Regions from separate parts of the Mus musculus genome. Here region 2 is linked to region 1. The links are chromatin contacts, called in public HiChIP or PLAC-seq maps. All regions are on one chromosome and are shown on one strand. Each heading gives the region's core, a stretch centred on a gene start, on an enhancer-like site or on the middle of the called end of the contact. The rest is flanking DNA. Distances are from core to core; before and after follow the strand shown. Region 1 has its middle 77 kb from the start of Gata3. Region 2 holds the start of 9230102O04Rik (RIKEN cDNA 9230102O04 gene).

What was found. HiChIP or PLAC-seq counts read pairs in DNA pulled down with a chosen protein or histone mark.
Region 2: a contact with region 1 is called in a BATF HiChIP or PLAC-seq map of CD8 T cells, with 6 read pairs. The contact joins the promoter of 9230102O04Rik here to the enhancer-like site in region 1. A contact is called at or near these places in 1 of 39 promoter capture datasets (liver), 5 of 484 Hi-C or Micro-C datasets (CD8 T cells, effector CD8 T cells, embryonic fibroblasts and 2 more), 4 of 115 datasets of contacts at active chromatin or transcription factors (CD8 T cells, embryonic stem cells and pancreatic cancer cells) and 2 of 9 other capture datasets (adipose tissue and pancreatic islet).

The regions. Positions count from the first base shown.
Region 1 is chr2:9,799,627-9,803,519 of GRCm38.p6, reverse strand. No RefSeq gene overlaps it. Among named protein-coding and RNA genes, the nearest start is that of Gata3, 77 kb to the left of the region's middle. Within about 2 kb of position 1,754, at least 35 of the 459 cell types and tissues checked have an H3K27ac peak or open chromatin away from gene starts, as enhancers often do. A contact at or near this core is called in CD8 T cells and pre-pro-B cells, where this site is marked.
Region 2 is chr2:9,888,258-9,892,294 of GRCm38.p6, reverse strand. 9230102O04Rik (RIKEN cDNA 9230102O04 gene) reads left to right here and starts at 2,755. Exons shown (of 4, transcript NR_040511.1): 1 at 2,755-3,083.

The DNA.
Region 1 (3,893 bases), core at 505-3,004:
TGGGAATACTTCCTGCTTTTGCAGAAGACCTGAGTTTGCTTTCTAGCTCACAACTGTCTGGAATTATAACTCCAGGGGATCTGTCTTCCTAGTCTAGCCACTGTTGAGGTGTGTTCTCACATGCTCACACCCACACGTAGACATGACGTAAAGTACAAGAGACCTTAACGAACAGAACGAAGAAACACGCAAACGCAGGAGAGAAGGAGACTTTCAAGATCCGCCAGCTTCTCACTGTCCATCACAGCACTTCTGAACACTTCTGGTGAACTCGCTCTACGGAGTATTCTCCAGTCGTGGGTGGCTAAGTGAGGGTCCGAGATCCTGTGAACAGCACTATGCTGATCACCTGCTATTGTGAATGCTCTCCTGTAGCTTTTGATCCAGTGACTCATCCTGACTCACTCGCTCTCTGGTGTGCCAGGAGAGTTAGTCTGATCAGTTTCATTAGCTTTTTTTTAAAGGGTGTTCATTGGGTGACTCAGGTCCGTCCAACTAGTTGTTACATTGTTACATAGATGAAAGACCCCGTCGGTAAGATTTTCTGTTCTTGTTTGCTTTTTACTTTCAAAATCATGGCCTAGGTGGTGTTCTGTGACTTGGTTGGTGTTGGGAGGGATGCTGCTGCCAGAAGACTGGATTAGGAAGAAGCCCCAGGAGGCCCGGATTCTGGGTCCAGCTAGCCACCTGCAGCCTTAGGCAAGTTACACAAATTTCCTGGTCAGGTTATTTCTTGAAATAAAAAAGGGGAAGCAGTGGATGGATGAGAGTTACGCTTCTGAGAATCCGTGCCCCATTCTGGGTAGAAGGTGGACCTGTCACTCAGGGATATGCTAAGTCCTCTGAACTGCTGATGTGCTGTGGGAGTGAATAGCAACCCTGGTCAGGCTGGGCTGTCCTCTTCATCTGCTCCTGTGTTCCCTCCCACTTCTCATTTTTAGTGAGTTCCAGAATCACTAAACCAAAGTGCTGCATCTAGACAACTGTGTTACTATGTGCAATGAAAGATTATTATCCCCCCATTTAGAAAACTAAAGAAAATTATTATTGGAAAGCTTTCCTTACTTCTCCTCCATCATCATCATCATTGTCATCGTCATCGTCATTGTCATCGTCATCAGATACTAGGAGAATGCTCTACCACTGAACTATATCCCCACCCCACACCTCTTTTAAAACTTTATTTTTATTTTTATTTTGAGACAGGGTCTCACTAATTATCCCAGGCTGGCTCAAATTTATAATCCCCCTGCTTCAGCTTTTCCAAGGAGCTGAGATTATTGGCTCTACATTATCAAGCCTGTTTAGAAAACGTTATTTTTTTTTTCTCTGTAAGATGTCACTATCCTGACAAGCATACCATAATACTGCCCTCACAAAACATGGTTGTATATAATTGTTCCGCTGACAAAGACCCTGTTGTCTTTACTTTCTTTAGTTAATTAATGGATTCATTAATTAATTGGTTTTGACATGTGGGTATCTCAGGCTGGCTTGAAGCGTACGGCAGTCCTGCCCTGGTCTTTCAAATTCTGGATTACAGGTGTGATTACCACATTGTCACCTTCTGAGTTCTTGTCCCTGCCACTCTGAAGGTCTCCTGACTTTGCCCCTACCTTTCTTTCCCTGGCTCACCATTTGCCTGCCCTACCTCTCCCTTCTTTTACTTCGAGGCTGCCATTGTCTTCCCTTCCCCTTCACAGGGGGTAGCTGGAGAGGGAGGATGTGGTCAGATCTGATGAGGTGAGAACCAATCCAGTTCCCTTTTCCTTCACCTCAGCCCCTTGGCAGATGTGAGACTCAATCACACCATCTCCGCCCAGACCACGGGTGGAAACTCCAGAAACCTCAGCCTTGGGACACAGTGGCCACACTCTCGTTTCGGAGTTGTTCTAGAAAGCCTTCTGACAGTAGGTGTCAGTCACACTGGTTAGCAGTTCATCTTCACAGTGGCGCAGAAGACACCACAGAGTTTGCTGGTATTGGGCAATCACACGGGACTGTCTGTGAGCCTTCCTGATTTGACGGAGGTCTCCATTTGATTGGGTCTTCTGAGTGTTATGTGTCCACCAGCACTGAGAGTTACAACTGTCTCCCTAAACAATACACTGGTGTTAGTCATAATGGAAATACCATAGCTTGTTATAACTTGGGTGGTATTGTATATTCTATGAGCTTATAGATGACAGTTAATTATTATTGCATCCAGTCTTCTTATTAATAAAAAGACAAAAGGGAGGTTTACAAGTTGGCTCCGTGGTAAAAGGAGTTGTATATGCATGAGGATCTGAGTTCAAATCCCCAGCACTGACACAAGAAACCAGGAGTGTGCCTGAAACCCCAGAGTTGTGCCGTGATGAGAGAGGAAGATGTCTGCCTTTGCTGATGGCCAGCCTAGATTTAGGTTGAGAGAGAAAAACCATGATGCAAAGGAATATGGTACACACACACACACACACACACACACACACACACACACACAGAGGCATATACTTGCACATGCAGACGTGCACATACACATACACACATTCAAACACACACAGAGGCATGCACAAGCATATACATAGGTACATGTGCATATACATGCACACACACATGCACACATACTATACATGCCCATACACACATGCACATACATACACACACATGCACACACACATACACACAAATGCACACACAGGCACATGTGCATACACACACATACATACATGGGCATACATGCACACACATACCCACATGCCCATATACACATGTACATACATATGCACACACACAGGCACACATGCATGAAAAGACACACATGCACACATACATACATGCCCATACACACATGCACATACATACACACACACATGCACACACACATACACACAAGCACATGTGCATACACACACATACATACATGGGCATACATGCACACACATACCCACATGCCCATACACACATGTACATACATATGCACACACACAGGCACACATGCATGAAAAGACACACATGCACACATACATATGCACGCACGTGTGTGTGTGTGTGTGTGTGTATGTGCACGTAAGTGCACATGCACAAGTAGATGAAAGTCATGGATGGGCATGAGTTGCTCCTGTTTGTTTCTCTCTCTCTCTCTCTCTTGCTTGCTTGCTCGCTCTCCTTGTTTTTCAGTGTTGGGGATCAAACCCATGGTCCTGTACAAGACCATGTCCAAGGCAAGTACTGGGCCACATCCTCTGACACTGTTTTTGAGAAACAGTCTTAACGTACAGACGGGGCTGGTCTTGAGCTCTTGATGTCCTACCTCAGCCTCACTAGCAATGGCACCGCAAAGCTGTGCCACACCATGCCTTATCAGAAACGAGCCCATTTTATAGCCTAGGTTGTAATAGACATTTAAGTTCATTTTACACCTTGTATTCCATGGAACTTCAAAATGCTCTCCACATCCAGAGGAATCTACAGTGGTTTCCATAGCTAGACGAGTTTCTTGTGGTCTCCTCTTTTAAGGGACTTTACAGTGGTCTTTACATCAGGGGACTTCACAGTGGTCTCCACAGTTAGGGAATTTTATGCTGGTCTCCACATTCAGGAGAGTTCAAACTCATTTCCAGAGGCAGAACCACTGCAGTGTTGCCATGGCAGTAGCTAAGGGATTGGTCTCCCAGGCTTTCTCACAAACACTAATTGGGAAATTCATTTTGACACCGGCTGTTTTAAGGATGGAGACTGCAGATGTGAATGACCTGAAGGAAAATCTACACCTGGAAACCCCAGAAGACAGCTTGGAGAGCAAGTTACAAGGACTGTTTCTCTTCTCTTCTCTTCTCTTCTCTTCTCTTCTCTTCTCTTCTCTTCTCTTCTCTTCTCTTCTCTTCTCTTCTCTTCTCTTCTCTTCTCTTCTC
Region 2 (4,037 bases), core at 1,506-4,005, 88 kb before region 1:
CAGCCCACCCCCAATCACACTCTGAATCATAACCCTGGAAGTTGATTTTAATGAAAATGTTTTGTTGCGGGGGGGGGGGGTGTTAAAAAACAAAACAAGACAAAACAGAGGGCAGTTGGCTCCATGCTGTATGGCCTTTGCATACCTTCAAGCCAAACCTTCCTCCTCTACAGAATAAGTTCCCCTGAGTGGGACTGAAAGCCTAGATTTTTGTTTTGTTTTCCTATTTTGTTTCAGACAGAATCTCACTTTGTAACCCACTTTAGCCTCAAAATCATGATTCTCCTGCCTCAGCTTCTCTAAGGCTGCAGTTACAGGGGTGTACCTATCTTGACCGATTAGAACTTTTAAACACAGAGTAATCATTAAATGTACTGACGTTTGGCAGAGTGTCCTTTAAAGTTCTAACATAATCTCAAAGTGACGGTTGAAAAGGCAGGATGATGTTGGAGAGTGATGGACACAGTGACAAGTACTTTCTGGTTTTAGGGCAAGGAAATGATGTGTTGGGAACCCACTGAAATGGGATGCTACGAATTCCTCGTCCTTCTGCACAACAATGCTCCACTAACTGACCACACCGTCTACAGAGTAATCATTAAATGTACTGACGTTTGGCAGAGTGTCCTTTAAAGTTCTAACATAATCTCAAAGTGACGGTTGAAAAGGCAGGATGATGTTGGAGAGTGATGGACACAGTGACAAGTACTTTCTGGTTTTAGGGCAAGGAAATGATGTGTTGGGAACCCACTGAAATGGGATGCTACGAATTCCTCGTCCTTCTGCACAACAATGCTCCACTAACTGACCACACCGTCTCAGAAAGATTGGAGATCCTGTCAGAGATTATTTCCTCTATTTGGGGAATCCCTTTCTTTATCCCACGGGTGAACCTATCTCCATGGCCATCACAGAGATCCGCCTCCGCCTCCCGTGTTCCATTTATCCCAGAGTCATTTAATGATCCATCTTCTTCTTCCATGTGCCTGGTGACCTCCCTTTATATTTCAAACCCAGTGCCTTAGATCCTGATCTGAGAAAAGCTACAGAACTAACCTCTGGGTTTGAAGTAGCTGGCGATGGTGGCCATTAGGAGAGCACAATGGCTTCCAGGAACCATCCACAGCCAATATGTATCCCCAGGCCCAGGGTTCCACACTGTCTCCCTCGGTAGCTCAGCTCACAGTCCTCACCAGTGAGGAATGACCTCTGTCTCTTGGTCCCATTTCTACCCCAAACAGAAATGAAATAGTTCAGATCAGCAATTATTCCATGGTTCAGTGGTTATTCCGTGCAAGAGAAGTGGAGTCAGAAAAACCCGAGGTAGCTGGACTAGAAAGGGCACAGGTGCAAGCAACCAACAGGGAAGTCTTTATGTCTCCGTGGCTGTGAACTGGCCTGTGTCTTTGTGATCTATGTGTCCAGAGAACACACAAACATCCTCAATGAAAACACTCCCTAAAATTAGTGATGGGACCGTCCTGTTCTCAGGGCAGCTTCCAGCAACCCTGGCGTGAACTACTGTTATCACCACTGAATGAGGCAATGTCATTTCTTGTCACACACACACACACACACACACACACACACACACACACACAGAGAGAGAGAGAGAGAGAGAGAGAGAGAGACAGACAGACAGACAGACAGACAGAGACAGAGAGACAGACAGACAGAGACAGAGACAAAGAGAGAGACAGAGACAGAAATTGAAATTTCAACCGGAAAGCAACTCCGTTGTAAAATCAGACAGCGACTCGTGGTTTCTTAGAGCACTATCCTTGTACTGTGCTCAGGCGATGTCCAGTAATCAGGAATAAATGCCTCAGAGCCTTTCCCTCACTTCCCCCTTCATCTCCACTTTTTGTTTTCCTTTTCGACACAGGGGTTCTCAGTCCTGCTTTGTACACCAGGCTGACCAGCTAGAGACCCACCTGCCTCTGCCTCCGGAGTGCTGAGGACAGGGCAATCTATTAAAGGGGTGCTACTGCGCTGGACCCTCTCTCTTTACCTCATTCCCTTCCCACTTCAATACTCCCCCCCCCCGCCCCCCAACTCCCCTGTCCACCCTTCTGTCTGTTAAGAGAATCAGATCATGCCTTTAGCCCCAGCCAGACCACTGTAGTTCTTAGGATTTTCTTTTTTAGCCTCCAAGTTTCTTTGGAAGCCCAACTTCCTCCAGTTAAGACTTTTGGGAGCAATGACGGGGTTGGGGGTGGGGCACGCGACCGCATTTTCACAGCTCTTTACGTTTTAGAGCAGTGTTCAATCCGGAGCCGGTGTCGGCAGAAGGGAAGGAGCGCGGCGAGGCCGGCAGAGCAGACCCGAGGAGACCTGGGGGACAGAAGGTGCTCGCGAGGGAGCTTTAGTAAGAGGAGTGGGAGAGGGAAGAAAGTCTGCTTTGGTTCGGAAGTGCCCCTATAGGACGTACATTCTAAGGAAAAAGAGGCTTTCAAATTGGAGGCGAACTTGTTGAAGGTAAGGAGAAAGAGGAGGAGGGACAGCAGGGACCTTAAAGGGGGACAAGAAGCATTGAATGGGAAGTGAATGGGAAGCATGGGGAAACCGTAAAAAGCCCCACCCGCCCGCGAGACCCAGAAGTGAGATCTAGATACCGCTGGGTGCAGGGGATTGGGAGGATCAACTGTTGTAGTCACGTGGGCACATGCGTGCCTCTCTGGTCTCTGCTCCAGCCCCCATCCAGTCGCGCGTAAGGAGGAAGGGTACTTGTGTCTCTTACGCTTCCCGGAAGCCAGTCACATCTTCCCAGGACCCACGGCTTTCCTGGACAGTTCATAGGGTGCATTAGGGCAACAGGTTGGGCATAGGTTGTTAAGAGCATGGCTCCAGCCTAGTCCTCACAGCTTACTGGAGAGTGTGACTCTGCCACTTGGTGGCGGAGAGCTGGAGCGACAGGGCTGGGGACTGGCAGGATTGCTTTGGCGAAGATGGTTCTTCCGGGTTCCCCAATGGACCAGAAGATCCCCTTCTTTCCTTTTGCCAGATTGGCAAATGGTGTTCTCAGCTTGCTCCACTCTTGGGTTCATCGCACCCCAGAGGACGCCCCGCCGAGGCGCAGACGGGTTGGTGTCTAAATGGAAAGAATTTCAGGTTTGTGGAGGTAGAGACAGGTCGCTGACAGTATCTAGGAGAAAAGCGTGCCTATCCTGGTATCACCCACTCTGCAACGTGACATCCATCACCCGGTAGCTCTCGCCACTCCACGGGTGCCGACTAACACTTTCGGGACTCCCAGCTTCTCCTTTCTCCTCTGTCTTCCGCCCCACCTCAACAGTTCCGTAGGCTCTGACCGGTCTCCTTCTCCCAGGAGTTGACCACCCCAAAGCTGAACACTGAGTCACCTCTTTCTACCCAACCGGTTGGAGCAGCCCCAACTTATTGACTTCATGGTTCAGCCACGGACAAAACTTTGTTTTATTTCTCCCCAAGGATATATTTATTTTAAAAGTCAGCCTCCATATTTTTTTTGCAAAAATATTGTGAAGGGAAAATTCAACCTGCCAAAACAAATGGACCCTGACCCTTTTCTACCTCGGTGTTTGAAGGGTTTCATTTCACTCTAGCTGAAATGTACTCGTGGTAGATTCTCTTGGTACATGATTCAGATGCCCTTGCTATTGGATGGGAATGGGAAGGTGTGTGTGTGTGTGTGTGTGTGTGTGTGTGTGTGTTTACTCCAAGCAGGACACTGCAGTTATCTGGGTCCTGGGTAGGGCAAACAGCTTCATTTCCTTTATAGAATTTTCCCTTGACTGCTTCTAGTTCCTGTTTTTATTTTTTTATTTTTCTCCTCAAAAATAAAATTTCCTCATGAAATAATTTAAGACAATTGGGACCCATAGGATCCTTTTAACTCTGATGAATATTCTTCTATGCCTGGATTAGACAGCAGCAATCAAGTCCAGCCAAAAACATTCAAATTCTATTTTACTAATCCCGACTAAAGGGTGGTGGTGGCCGCTGCAGCAGTGGTGTGAAGTAAAGGCAAAGAGACTACTTTTGGGAATGGGGGTGCC